Linked DNA regions of Mus musculus: region 2 is linked to region 1. Evidence: chromatin contacts called from public promoter capture Hi-C data. All regions are on one chromosome and are shown on one strand. The core of a region is the stretch at or near the end of the contact, and the rest is flanking DNA. Distances in the headings are between cores, read along the strand shown.

Region 1 (7,148 bases), core at 3,304-5,803:
GCTGCCTGGGTGACCTCAGTCCCCAACAGCCAGCCGTCAGACCCGCATGTTAGATGGAAAGGAGTCCACTTTAGAAGGTCACCGGCTGCCTTCCGTTCCCCGCTGTCCCGCATCATGTCCTGGGTCAGCAAGCCTGAGTTACAGGCAGTTAGAGCCTGCTTGCCAGCCCCCCAGCCCTGGGCAGTCACTGCTGTGAGACAAGGGTCTCCCCCCCCCCCCCCAGAACAGGGTGTCATTCCCATACACCCTAGAACAGTTTAGTCAGGGTAAATGCGCCTTCCCAGGCCCACTTTTGTCTGAACCGGTAAGACCAGCCTGGAAAGGTGAGTTCCAGAGGCAGAGATGGGAAAGCCTTCTAAGAGCATAGATCTGAGCAGGGTTTTGAAGGATGGCTGCTGATGTGGAAGAGGGAAGAGAAAGAAAGTGGAGCCGGGTTTGAGGGCTTGCCAGCTGCTGTGGAGAGCCTGGCTCAGGTGGTCAGGATGGATGGAGTCTGGGCAGACCCTCTTTCTCTGCTTCTCAGCCCCCCTTCCACCAGGGTGGTTTTCTGGGTACCAAGAGTTCATCCAGAGACTTAGCAAAAGCAAAAATGCTAGAAACCCAAGGCCAGTGGCGCCCCCCCCCCCTTCTGCAGGGTTTCCTACTGCTGCAGAGGAAGAGCCTGAACTCAGAGACACCACCTCCCTGCCTGGATAACTAGGGTAACAAACTCCGCTGAAGGTCTCCTAGTTGGGGGTGTGTGGGGGGTGTGGATTGTCGGAATACTGCCAGGTGTAAGTAAGCAACCGTAGGTCAGGCTTGTGTTCCAGTTTCAGAACCTTGAGGCAGGTTCATTGACACTTGGAAGTGGTGCTCACCACCTGCCTGGCCAGACCTGGAGGGCACTGGATGACAAGAGCCCAGCAAGTCTTTGCTGGGAAAGTTTCTTTGTGATGGCTAAGTCTGGTCCATGCTGCAGTCTAGGGCTCCAGTGTATGGAGGTGCAGCTGCCGGGGGACAAAGCAGTCGCCTCTGGTGAGGGCAGCGGACTGGTCAAAACTGGAAACCACATCATCTTATGTCTTCCTGCCCAGCCCCAGGAGGAAAAGACTGGGAGGCACTTGACCTCCAGGGCTCACTTCAGACGGGGTTCAGGTGGGAACACGACCTTGGTGAAGGAGGCTCTAAGCCTGCAGCCTGCTCTCTCACCTCCCTAACTCTGGCTGCCTCACATGCCCGCCTGTGGGCCTCTGGTATCTGCCCTGTGGCCTTTCTGAGCTGTGGCTCTGTAATTTTCAGTTTTGTTTCTGGGGAGGGCCCGGGCGGTGGGGGGGGGGACTTGATGTGTGTCCAGTGGATGCTGCCCATACCTGTCCTGGTTCTGGCAGACCCTGCAGGTCCAGAAACCCCTCCTGCCTGGGGTTTTGAGTTCATCGGTTTCTGAGGTCCAGGGCTTTTACAGAGGAAACCAGGCTTAGCTGGGCTGGGCTGAGGGAAATCCTGCTTCCTATTCTAGGTGGCCCAGCGTGGCAGAACCCTAGCAAGGAAAGTTGGGTGCTCCTGTGTCCTAGACGGGCAAGCATCCTGAGCTAAGAGGTTCTGCTCACCTTCCAGGACCGTCCCTAGCACTTGATGTTTCAAATCCTCTTTCAGCCAACTTCCCTAAACAAATGGAACTGAGGGAAAGGACCCAGAGAGCAAAGGCTTGTATAGCTTGCTGGTGGGGTGGGAGCCAGCAGCTGCGAGGAGGAGGGGGAGGAGAAAAAGGAGGAGGGGGCGGCAACTAGAGGGAGGTTAGCTTTTAGCCTCGGAGTCGGGAATTAGCAGTCCATCCATACAGGGTACATCTCGTTAACAAGGGGCCAGCCACATGGCGGCTAGAGAGCAATTCCCACCCTTAAACTCAAAGGCCCTGCTCAGGATTACTGATTTCCTGGGGCAGGGTGTAGGGACAGTGAGGACCATCCATCTCCTGGTGACTGCCAGCCTTTTCTGGCCTGAGTGCACATAGCTGGCTCACTGCTGTCCCCCTGTGGCCATCGTGGGTGTCTGTCACCCTCTTGCTACCTTGGACAGTCTGGGGCTGGATGGAGACCAGACTCCTGGTTTGAGAAGCTGGGGGAGGATGCCTGGCTCACCTGCAGGCTTGCAACCTTGACTACTTTCTGGGCAGGTACCTCATTTGAAACCCCGGTTGGGGGTACGGTTTCAGCGGAGCTGCCTTGTATTGGGGTGGGGTGGGGGAGAGCAGCCAGCTTCTTAAAAAAAAAAAAAAAAGCAAAACAGGTGGTAGCTCATAGTGGTCACCCACAAATTTATAGGATGGCCTGCCTAGTTCTCACCAAACAGGTGACTGAACTTGGCCTTCTAGATACCCTAGGGAGAAAGGTGCGACAAGATTTGGAGGAAGAGCCTGGTGTTGTTACCTGGGGAACCTGGCCCGCAGGCAGCGCGGCCAGGTGCGAGCTGCTCATTTACATGTTGTCCCCTCCCCACCCCCCCAAGCCAGTAATCCAGGTGGGAAAGGGGTTGGACCAGCCCGGGAGGTTTTTCATTTTGTTTTTACGGCTCGAGGCCAGTTGTTTCTCCTGACACCTCCCTGTCCCCCCTCCCCCCTCCCGCGTGCGATTCCCGACGGGTAAAGGCGCCTCTCCCCGCCCCCACTCCTGGGGAGCCCGGCGCATCCTCCTGGTCTCCAGCGTCGTAAACTTGCGGAGGCCACGCTGCCCCGGGCGACGCGAACTAACGCGTGGACCAAAGGCCGCGCAGCGCGTGTGTGGGGCCAGGGACCCGGTGGCCGCAGGTAGGAGCAGCAACTCCGCCCTCCCTCGCCCGCCCGTTTCCCTTGTCGTTTGTGGTCGGCCAGGGGCTTGTGCAAGACTGGCCCGGCGTGCGCCCCCGCCCCGCGGCATCGGCGGCTTCTGCTGGCGCGGGCCCCGAGCGCTGCCCGCCGCCGGCGTCATCGGGAACAGATGGACGGGGGGTGCTGGCGCCCGCGCTCGCTCCCGGCGCTGTCCCGGCTGGCGCGGGAGGGAGGAAGGCGGGGGAGGCAGCGCGCGCCTGCGGAGCACTGCGCGGGCATGTCCCGGGGCAGGTTTGGGGCTGGCACCGCGGTGGAAAGTTGAGACCCGCAGCGGCGCTGAGGTTCCCCCCCCAACCCCCCCGGTGCGGTGGCCTCCGGGCTTGAAAGTCTGAAAGTGGAGGATCATTAAGAGAGCTGTGTAGAAAGGCCGGGCGGGGGAGACCCCGGGACCTCGCGACGACCTTGCCACCTCGATGGCTGCTCTCTGCGCGCTGGGTCCGGCCGAGGGTCCCCGGCTGCCTGGCTCGCGCTGTAACCTCGCGCTTCCCGGGTGGCGGGAAGGGGGTGTTTCTAGGGATCGGTCGCGTTGTGGGCGGGGACGCTGGGGCCCACAGTCCCTCTCCGCGCCGCCTGTGGGTGCCGAGGAATTTCAGGACGCTCCCTGAGTCATCCCCGTGAAGTGCCTGGGTGAGGTAGGGTGGGTGGGGGTGCCAAGAGTGGGAAGGCGGTGCGCTGGGGCCGGTGGCGCGGTGGGTTGTGCCAGTTTCTGGAGGCGGCGGCCTCGCCTCTGACCGCAACCCCAGCTACTTAATGATGCCCCTGGCGCAGCGGCGCCTCCGTGGACTTCTCGAACATGGGCTCTTTAAAGAACTAGAGCCCCCGCCGTTTGGCCTTCTCAAAAATTCCTTAAAGCGAGATGGAGACTTTGCAAAACTTTGGGACAGAGGCTCGTGGCCCGAGCTCTTAACATTAAGTCCTTTAAAGTTGTGGTAATAGATCAGGCATCTTGGAGATCGAGAGAGGCCAACGGCCTATATTGTGTGGTCCCCTCCACTCAGCACAAGGAAAGGCCTATCCCTCCCCTCTCTTAGTGGGTGGCCAGGTGCCAGGCACTGTTCCAGGCGCTTGGGGAGGCGGCTATGAGGCTCGGATATGGCAGGCGTGTTGTAAGCCACTCCTCCCTACTCTTGGAGATGAGTGGCCCGCGAGGCCTCTGAGAGATCCCCCTGGACTGTCCGGACAGCCAGGGTCGCCAGGAGCGCGGGGGGCGGCACCTACCCGGCGGGTTGTGACCGCGCTGGGTGCTCCGGGCGGTCTGTCGGTGCGCGCGCGTGCGCTTGCGGCTGAAACCCGACACCTCCCGCCGGCTGAGGTCAGGGCGCCGGGAGCGAGCCGGGGCCGGGGAGTGGGCGGCGTTGCGCTTGGGTGTGTCCTCAGCGGCGACAGCAGCAGGTGTTTCTTGGCCCAGGCCCCGGAAGCTCCACCTCCCCGAGCGGCGGAGCCGCCGCCGCACAGCCCCGGGTGAGATAAGCAGTTCAGACAAACCCGGGCGACGGTGGCTCCGGCATGTGTCAGGAGCGGTGGAGCAGCGGGGCCCTGGCATGAAAGGTGAGCGCGCGGGTGGGGGATGGTGGCGGGGGTTCCCTCGTTCTTCCTCTCCCCAAGTTTGTGGGCTCGGGAGGGGCGCCAACGGCCGGTGCCAGGTCCCGCGGGTGTGAGGGACGAGAAGCGCGGGGCGCGCGGCCGACCTGAAGCCACACTCGCGGCTGCGCGCGCGCGCGCTGGGCTCAGCCGGCTCTGCTGCCGCGGAAGTGCGCGGGGAAGTGCGCGGGGGCGGCTCCGGGGCTCGGGGTTGTAGCAAAACTTTGGATGGGGCGGGGGCGCCCAGGCAGGTGGTTGGATGGGGGGGGGGGTGCTTTACCTGGGGTGGCAGTCCAAGGGGCCTCCGAACCCCCCGCCCAGCCCTTCCCGCTCCGCCTGGATGCGCCTCCCCGCCCCCCGCGGCCGCGCTGACGGCGAGTGGCCCGCCCGAGTGGAGCCGATTCAATTATATTGCAGCACCAGAGACACCTCGTCGCCCGCCGCCTCTCCGGCAGGCTAATTAAATTCCCTTCTTGGAGGCGGAGCGGGAGCTGGGCTGCCCTCCCCGCTGCCCGCCTCTCCGAGCGCCGGGAGGTGGCGGGGGCCGAATAGGACTGCGAGGAGCAGGCTTGGGGCCGCAGGTCTGGGCATCGGAGCCGGGAGCGAGCAAGGGGCGCCCCCGCGCACCTGCCACCCGTGGTGGGGGTGCCAGCTCGAGTTGGGTCGGTTTGGTGCAAACCAGCCTTTGTCTTCCATGCATTTAAAGCACTCTAAACCCTTACTAGACCCCTGCGGTGCCTTATCTGTCGCGGTTGGGGCCCACACAGGTTGGGGTTTGAAAACAAGCGAGACCACCAAATGGAAGGGGGGAAAAAAACAAACCAAAATACAAGATCCTTTTGTAAAGAGGACCGGAACAAAAGGCGCAGCCTCGCTCTAGGAGGGAGCATCGGGCCTAAGCCGATTCCCAGCACTGGGGGACAAAGAGGCAGGAGGTCTTGGCTGGCCGCTTGGCAGTGTCTCAGTCTGAGACTGGTTTACCCCCTCTTCCCGAGGAAGACAAGGCCCCCCTGGCGAGCAGCCTTCCCTGGGCGTCCGTGTTACTTAAGCTTGGCTACTTAAGTGTTGCTTAGCCTGTGTTTACAGCCGCCCCCACCCGCAGGCGGGGAACCTGAGGCGCAGGCTGTGTCTGACTCAGCCACTCAGTCGCCCCGCCACAGGTGAGGGGGGCCGGGGCACAGGCTCCGACTGGCAGCGTGTGTCATCTGCTATGCTGGGTGTCACGCCCCACCGGGTGGACCGGAACAGGGTTGCTGGCAGCCTCCCTCGATGGGGCTCGCTGTGCCGAAGCCGCTTGCTCAACACTTCTCACAGCCACCGGGTCACGCCTGACCACCTCCTGGGGTGTGTGTGTGTGTGTGTGTGTGTGTGTGTGTGTGTGTGTGTGCGCCTTGATGGCTTGGTACAAGGTTGGCTTTTGTCGCCTGGTTTGGCAGCTGGAGCGGAGGAGGCTTGGGGGGAGGGGGCGCTGGTGAGCAGCCAGCCAGAGACCCGGGGTCAGCCACGCCTTCGGAAAGGAGGTGGGAGGCCTGTCCTGGCTTTGGGCTCTGTTGTGCCTGCCTTAGGGCAGGTTCCGAACCGGGAAGGCAGAGAGGCCAGATCAGGCCCTGACCTGTTGGGGGCAGCTAGTAGGATTCTGACCAGTTACGGTTGAAAAGGGGGTGTATATAGTTAGTTAACATTTTAAAATTACTAGGAATCAGGCCTTGTCAGGCCCCCATTAAGCTAACCTTGGGGCTGGCCTGGGGCGATTCTGATGCCTCCAGGTAGGTTTTTAATGGGGTGGGGGTGGTGGGAAGCTTCCAAAACAGCCTGACCCTTTGGAAGCCTCTGGTTGCTCTTGGCTAAGCTGTCCCTCTGGCAGGCAGGCAGGCGGCCTCTGGCTGTGAGTAACTTAACTTCCCTGTCTCTGGAGGAAGTTGGAAGCTGCAGATCTCAAAGGGCTGTGCGGTTTGCAGAAAGGCAGCCACCTCAGGGCCCTGCGCCTCTAGCCAGAGGAAGGGGGAGGAGAGGTCTGCACCACTTTGTGGTGGACCCTGGGCCTGCACCTTCCCAGCCAGGCCCTCGCCCAAGCCCGCCAGAGTCCTTCCCCAGCTGGCCTTGACCCTTCAGGCAGGTGTGGTCCATTTCCCCGGCTATGAAGGAGGTCTAGCCTCAGCTCCCTGCTGCTGGTCTCCTCCTCTTCCTAGAGACGCAATGAGTAATAGCCAGCTGCCGCTTTTTCCCCCCTTGCCCCCAGGAACCCGCAGGGGCTTGTGGAGTGAGCCAGCAGGGCCGGTTTTTCCTGGCTCCATCTGCAGCCTTGGAATGCCCAGCCTGGGTTACTCCAAAGCCTGGTGGGGTTGGATAGGAGCCTTCTGGGGGGGGGGGCACGTTAATTACCCGTGTTGTGGCAACAGCCACAAACCCTCTATGAGGCCCAACCCCCACCCCTTTCCCTCTCTCCCTCTCCTGGGATCTTAGGGCAAGAGAGCATGTTTAACCTGCAGAGAACTACGTTTGAGGTGACATTTCAGCCCCGTGGCTGTGCGGCAGACCTGCCGAGTCACTTTAATTTCTGCCCCCATGGAGTCTCAGATCTCCGAGTCCTGGCCAAATGCAGCCCGCCAGTACTGCTGGCTTCACTTCCCACTATGGCCTTTCTCTCCACCCCCCCCCCCCCACAAGGCACACAGGCCACAGCCTAGGAGGTGACGTTTCTGAGTGTTCCTGTCAATGAGAATTT
Region 2 (7,148 bases), core at 2,739-5,238, 200 kb after region 1:
TTAAAGATTTATTTATTTATTATATGTAAGTACACTGTAGCTGTCTTCAGACACTCCAGAAGAGGGCGTCAGATCTTGTTACAGATGGTTGTGAGCCACCATGTGGTTGCTGGGATTTGAACTCCGGACCTTCGGAAGAGCAGTCGGGTGCTCTTACCCACTGAGCCATCTCACCAGCCCCTGGAGAGATGGCTCAGCCGTTAAAGGCTAGGCTCACAACCAATTCACACTTTTATCAGTTTTATTTATTGTGTGTGTGTGTGAGTGTGCATGTATATATGTGTGTGTGTGAGTGTGCATGTGTGTATATGTGCGTGTGCTTCTGTGCATGTGTGCTGTGCATATGCGGGTATGTGTGTGCATGTGAGTGTGCGTATGAATGTGTGTGTGCTGGGAACCCCATCAGACTGCAGGTGGTAGACCTGCATAGATGAGAAAGGCTTTGAAAAATGCAGGGTTTTTTTTGGGGGGGGGCACACATAGAGGGTAACATGCTCACTGGGGAGCAACCTCCCTACACAGGAAAGGGGTTGGCAAAGCTTGCTTCAGTAGGACACAGGGGACTTTGATCACGAACAAAGAGGAGTAAGTTGGACTACACACTCACATACATACACACATGCACATGAGTATACAGACATACACATATACACACATACACACATGCACGCACACATATACATACATATACACACACACATGCACACAGATTTAGAATAAATTTAAAAAAATTAAAGCATGAAATGTAATTTTTAAAAGATATCAGTGTGGCTGGAATCTGGGTTTTTTAAAATTAAGGTCCATGAAGGCCGGCATAGGAAAGAGGTCAGAAGCTGGATCTTGAGGAGAAGGAGGTGGTAGGAGAACAATGGCTCCCCAAAGATGTCCAAGTCAAAATCCACAGAACCAAGAATGATGTCAGGGACTGATACTCCTCATCTGACGTTGACTAGAGCAACGACTCTGGGTCATCCAGCTGAACCCAGTACAGCCACGAAACCCTTAGTGCAGTGGCCCTCAACCTTCCCAATGCTGTGGCCTTTTAACCCAGTTCCTCCTGCTGTGCTGACCCAGACCATGACATTATTTTGCTGCTACCTCATAACTGTAATTTTGCTACTGATATGGATCATAATGTAAATATCTGATATGCAGACGGTCTTAGGCAACTCTGTGAAAGGGGTCCCGACCTACAGGTTGAGAACCGCTGCCTTAGTGGACCAGGGAGGTTGTAGAGAAGAGCCAGGGACATGAATGCACATTTGCTGGCTTTGGAGATGAACGAGCTCACAAGCCAAGGATTTCCCTGGACATGGCCTCTCTGAGCACCGATTCTCCTCAGAAGGACCTGCTGACACAAGTGGGTGAGGAGTGCCTGTCTTTGTTCTAGTGGCCATACACAGTGAGTGGAGAGGAGGCAGTTTTTAGGTGACAGGAAGGTGTGTGTGTGTGTGTGTGTGTGAGAGAGAGAGAGAGAGAGAGAGAGAGAGAGAGAGAGAGAGAAAGGGGACAGGGACAGAGGGACAGGGACAGAGAGAGTGAGACAGGGACAGAGATTTGGTGACAGTACCCATAGCAAGGAACCTCAGAAAAAGCCTGGGTCACAGCAACAGCAGCCTGGTCTCTCTGGGTGGGGGTGTGCTCTCTGGGTGTCTTAGTCAGGGTCTCTATTCCTGCACAAAACATCATGGCCAAGAAGCAAGTTGGGGAGGAAAGGGTTTATTCAGCTTACACGTCCACATTGTTGCTTATCACCAAAGGAAGTCAGGATTGGAACTCAAGCAGGTCAGGAAGCAGGAGCTGATGCCGAGGCCACGGGGGGATGCTACTTACTGGCTTGCTTCCCCTGGCTTGCTCAGCCTGCTTTCATATAGAACCCAGGAGTACCAGCCCAGGGATGGCACCACCCACCATGGTCTGGGCCCTCCCACCCTTGATCACTAATTGAGAAAATGCCTTACAGCTGGATCTCATGGAGGCATTTCCTCAAGGGAGGCTCTTTTCTCTGTGATAACTCCAGGTTGTGTCAGGTTGTCCCAGAGAACCAGTCAGTACACTGGGTCTGGAGGACATGTTTAATTGCCTCCTCTGGAGAGGCTGGGAGGTGGTGATGGACTCTCTAGAACACTTCGGGGCCTCTTCTCCTTAGTTAAGCCCTGCACATGCCTCTTCTCTTATGCAGTGATGTGACCTAGCTCCACCCCCGACATATGACTTATGCCAGGAGATCCTACACTGAATCTCTCCTGAGTGGCTATCGCTGGCGTGTGGGAAATGTACACGTGGCTCACATGAGACACCACCTTCATAGCTTCACCCTCAAAGACCCCATCAATATTCAGCTGTGAGTCAGTGCCCATTGTAGGTGGCTTGGGTTCTCTTAGGTCCTGAGTGGAGCTATTTCAGACTTCTAGGAAAACAGTTAGAAAAAAATAGACCCCACTCACACCCCGATGTATATGGCTTCAGGACAGTTGTCAGGCAGGCTGGGCTGGTGTCTTCTAGTGTGTACAGAGACACCTGCTGCTAGGACCAGAAGCTAGGGCTGGTGTCCCTAATCTCTCTCTACCTTTAGCTAAGAGGCAGGCACACTGGGTGGACATTTGGGATCTGTTCTGTGCCTTTGATATTTGTAAGTAGGAAAATCTGCATACGCTTATAAGGTGCCTATTTGGGAAATGAAAGGGGTATAAATGCACACAGGAGTCTGTTGTAGTAATCTGAGCGTGTCTGACTTCTGGACTCTGCCCTTCACAGCAAACACTTATTAAAACACTCCCATATTACTATTAAAGAATTTGAGCTGGACTATGGTGGCACACACCTTTAATCCCAGCCCTTGGGAGGCAGAGGCTAGCAGATCTCTGTGAATTTGAGGCCAGCCTGGTCTAGTTCGGGGACAGCCAGGGCTACAGGGAAACCCTGTCTTGGAAAACAAACAATAAACCCAATAATAATAGTAATAAAACAAATGAGCTTTGAAAAGTAGTTTTCATTTGAAATTCCTTGGCTCCAGGGAACTCCACTTGGCTTTTGACTGTTGGATGGTATTTATCATTGAACTAATACCCGGTAATGTCTTAAGTGCCTTTCAGGTATACCACAATGCTCATCAGGATAAACTAGAGTTAGAAGGTTCTGTTTGGAAAATCCTTATTTGAATTCGTATTTATTTGAAACCTAGCCGTATACTTCTTGTATTTGTGGACCAATCAAAAATTCTTGTCGCGGCTCCAACGTTTTCCTAAGTATTTTAAAAGCCAGACGGGTGAGAGTCCTGTAAGCGTGGCCGCAGGTGTGTAATTGGGCAGCCTGCAACGAAAGTCCCTCTCGACCCTCACCTAAGGCTCCCCGCTCCCACATCCTACTCAGGTTGGGAACAGGCTCGACCGGGCTCCTGACATCACTGGGGGACACAAGGGAACCGATAATGCGTAGCCTTCCTGGGGGCATCCCAGCCTCAGCGCTCGCGACTCCCCTGGTTTCCCAGATTTCCTGCGCAATTTCAGGCGGTCATCCTCCATCCAGGAGGGCGCGCTGCAAGTGGCTGTCACCCAGCACGCAGCTCTGGGACTGGTCTTTGCTCTGAAACTCCAGCCTGAGCAGCTGACACTCAGGGTGCCCCTGGACACGTGCCCGGGACAGAGGCTCTCCAAACCTGAACGACACCCCGAGGATGATCCGTGCATCACCAGCCTCCTTGACCTTAGGCAGACGCCCCAGCCCCCCGGCCATTTTTGGGGCAGCCCCCTCCCCCGCCGCCCCCGGAGTAAAGAGAGAAAAGGACTCCACGGGGTCGGGGACGTGCAAAAGTGATTTCTCGGAAAGAGAGCGCTTCAGAGAAGGCGGATTTGGCAGGCTGCGCTGATTGGGCCGCGCCAGCGCCCCTCCCGCTCCTCAATTAGCTCGCGCGACCGTCGCTCTGCGCGCGGGACCCGCCTTCTCCCCCGCCCCATCTATAAAAGCAGGCGCGCGCGTACGGGCCTCCAGGAGCCCGCGGGCGGTCCCGGAGGCGCGGGCAGCGTGGGAACCGGCGGCAGGTAGGACGCGATGGGGTGGGCGCGGGGGCCGGGGCTGTGGCTCTCCCACCTTCGCCCAAACGGAGTGCACAGCACGTTAGCAGGTGCTTGCTCTGGCTGCTCTCCAAAAACAACAACAACAACCAACAACAACAACAACAACAAAACCCAACCAAATGAACAAACACCTCTCCCTTTAAAATCTGCCTGATGGCCAACTTCATAATGAAGAGAAATAGATCTGCCAATCACCGCGCGGCAGCCCGGCTTCCATGCATGAACTATCCAAAGCTCGCGACTGGGCTCGCCCAGGGACCGACTGGCTTTGATTCTGACTAGTGGCAATCTGATTGCCCAGTGGCGCTGGACTTCTCTGATTGTCCAGTGGCCCAGCTGGCCCCGGAAGGAAAGTCTTCCGTGTGGGTCCCACACAGCTCTCAAGACCAGATTTGCTGTGAGCTTGGCCCCAGGCTATAGGGGCAGACTTTTCCCCTGGTGAGAAAGATTACTTACCCACAGCCGGGAAGGGCGTTCAGGGGGTAGAAACTAATAGAAACCATTCACTAGAATCTTAAAATGGTAGATCACTGTTTTGTTTGTTTTTGTTTTGTTTCTGATACAGGGTATCACTCTGTAGCCCAGGCTCATTCCAATGAGCTCCCGGTTATCCGCCTACCTCTTCTGAGTGTTAGGATTTCAGGCGGAGCTTGGGGGGTGCCCAGGTGCTCAATGGCCCTGTTTTTTTCTTTTAAAGTCAAACGATAAGAGCAGTTTCGTGACAGTTCTAGGTTTGTCCCTTTAAGTTATGGCAGGCTCCTTCATGAAGAACTGGGACCGATTCAGTGTCCCTGAGGAAGCTTGGGGCCAGAAAGAGATGGGTCTGTGATGGATTTCCGTTCAGTGGTGGTCAGACTGTGGCCCAGGGCTGAATGAAAGGGATTACGGTGTGGTGTGAGCCCCGCCAAACATGGCTGGTGCAGATGTTGACAGCTGTGTTAGGCGAGCCTCTGTCCCCTGCCTTGTGAGAAGCCTGACCTAAGACACGTTGCTCTAGATGTAAGTTAGCTGTAGGCAGGATTGGGCCCACAGGGAATGCTGCCTCAAAATCAAGAAGAGGAAGCTAGAATCATGTGAGCGTGTTTATAAACCATTAATTGTCCATAGTTGTAAGAGAGTCAGGCTATGCCTGTCTAGGACCTCAGATTGGCCTCCAAGGCAATAGAGGAGATTGTCCAGGTGCTGAGAGCCGGACCCTGTCAGGTGTTCTTTCATCTGCAGAATGAATGAAAGAAAGCATCCCTTCTGTGTGTACTGTCACTGGCAGGGTGCTGGCAGTTTGTGCTGTGCCTGCCCAGGGGATGGTGGTCCCTCCCAGTCTCTCCCCCTTCCGAGTGTAGAAGAGGCTGGGTTAGAGAATTTTAACCTCCTAGCTTCCATGGTCTGCCATTCACCTTTCCTTTTAAACACCCCTTTTCTCTGTCACCCACCAAGACATCTGTCTTTCACAGTTCTGGGGTGTTGGGTACCCCAGGATCCCTGACAAGAAAGTGCCATTCCTGTTCTGGAAAAAACTCCAGCCATGCCAGGGAAGTCCCTTCAGATTTCAGGAGGCTCAGGGACCATGGGGGTATGGGTCACAAATCTATCTCCAGGAGCTGAGTTGAGGCTTTCAATGGACACATCCTCAGATACTCTGGACCCCTGACCCCAGCTCCCACCCCACCCTCATCCTTAGAGGCCACACAAGACACTACCAAACCAGGAGAGCCTCCTATCTCCTCTCCAGAACAAGCTGTTGGAGCCAGGACTCTACTTGGTTTTAGGGGTACCCAATGCCATTTCAGTTCTCTCCCTAGGTATTCCTTTCTGACTTGTCACTTATGAACTCAGTGGTCTTAGAATACTGGGTTTCTTGAGATAACCTTTCTTTCCTGCCTTTCTTGTGAGGGTCCTTAGACTTAGGAGCCAATGGCTTCCCAAGGTGAAGAGCCCCTGCTGAGGTCAGGGTTTCCCAGCCGTCTTGATGATTTGCTTGAGAGGTGCCTCAGGTGGCACCGCACTTGCCTAGCAGGCACAAGCTCTGGGTCCAGTCCTCAGCACGGGGGAAACGGAGGCAGAAAGAAAGATCAGGCGTCCAAGGCCATCTTCATCAAACTAGGGAGTTGGAGATCAGCCTGCGATACAAAACCCTGCCTCAAAAATAAAACTCAAAACTGACTGGAGTCTGACTCCGCTTTAGCCCTCGCTCCCTTCCAAGCCCACTGGTGGCAGTTAGGGCTGCTGTGTGGCTAAAACCAGCCCTGGAGAGACCTCATCTCCCTCCTCTCAGGCTGCTGCCGTCTTTCCTGGCCCCACTACCACCTGCAAGCGGCCTGGAGTTTCTGACCCTCAGGCCTCTTTCCAGCAATCCTGACTTTGTGGGACATGCTGGCTCTGGATGTGACTATGTTCTTGGGGATATCTTGACTTCTCACTGATGATAACTTCTTTTTTTTTTTTTTTTCCCTACCCCAAGAGGTCATTTTAGTTGGAAGACTAGAAGTGCTGTGTTCTGGTTTTCAGGGTGGGCGTCTGTCCAACTGCTTTGGGGATTTCCAGGCTGTTCTAGTAAATGCTGGCTGCAAGTCCCTGTGCACAAATGCCCTCTCTCCCCACGCTGTAGGAAAAGCAGACCCGAGAGTGTCCAAGTGTGCCATTAGGTGTCTGGGGATGGCGGGCCTGGATATGGAGTCCCTGAGCTGGCTTTGTACTGTCCCTTTGTTCTCACTGAGGGCTGATTGTAAGAGGGACTCCCTGTGTTGTTGGAGGAGTCCTCTAGGATACAGGCTCTGATTGCAGGTACTGTACACACAGCTCCCAGACCGAATCCTTAACACTCTAAGGTTTATTGGCTTCAAGGACACCCAGCCAGCACAGGACTCCAGCTCTAACTCCATCCCAGTGGGAACAGGACCCTATACTGTCTGATATTACTATTACTATCCTAGCTGGCAAAGGGCAACCTGCAAGCAGCCTTGAGGGTGTCCTCTTTCTCGGGTGGTGCTGGGATCAAACTCTGTGAGGAACACTGGCCCCTTGGGTATCAGTAGTCACGCTGGTTCTTAGAGAGGCGAGCAGCTCAGAGAAAGC

The links. Promoter capture Hi-C pulls out the DNA fragments that hold promoters and counts their contacts.
Region 2: a contact with region 1 is called in a promoter capture Hi-C map of pre-B cells, with 6 times the contacts expected there. The contact joins the promoter of Irf8 here to the promoter of 1700016A09Rik in region 1. A contact is called at or near these places in 4 of 39 promoter capture datasets (the C10 cell line, liver and pre-B cells), 2 of 484 Hi-C or Micro-C datasets (embryonic stem cells and pre-B cells), 1 of 115 datasets of contacts at active chromatin or transcription factors (memory CD8 T cells) and 2 of 9 other capture datasets (liver and pancreatic islet).

Annotation. Positions count from the first base shown.
Region 1 is chr8:120,533,173-120,540,320 of GRCm38.p6, forward strand. It overlaps 1700016A09Rik (RIKEN cDNA 1700016A09 gene), which reads right to left and starts at 4,554. Exons shown (of 1, transcript NR_151732.1): 1 at 3,720-4,554. Gse1 (genetic suppressor element 1, coiled-coil protein) reads left to right here and starts at 4,237. Exons shown (of 16, transcript NM_001145896.1): 1 at 4,237-4,390. The coding sequence starts at 4,384. Mir7687 (microRNA 7687) reads left to right here and starts at 5,524; the gene lies at 5,524-5,582.
Region 2 is chr8:120,732,370-120,739,517 of GRCm38.p6, forward strand. It overlaps Irf8 (interferon regulatory factor 8), which reads left to right and starts at 3,989. Exons shown (of 9, transcript NM_008320.4): 1 at 3,989-4,040.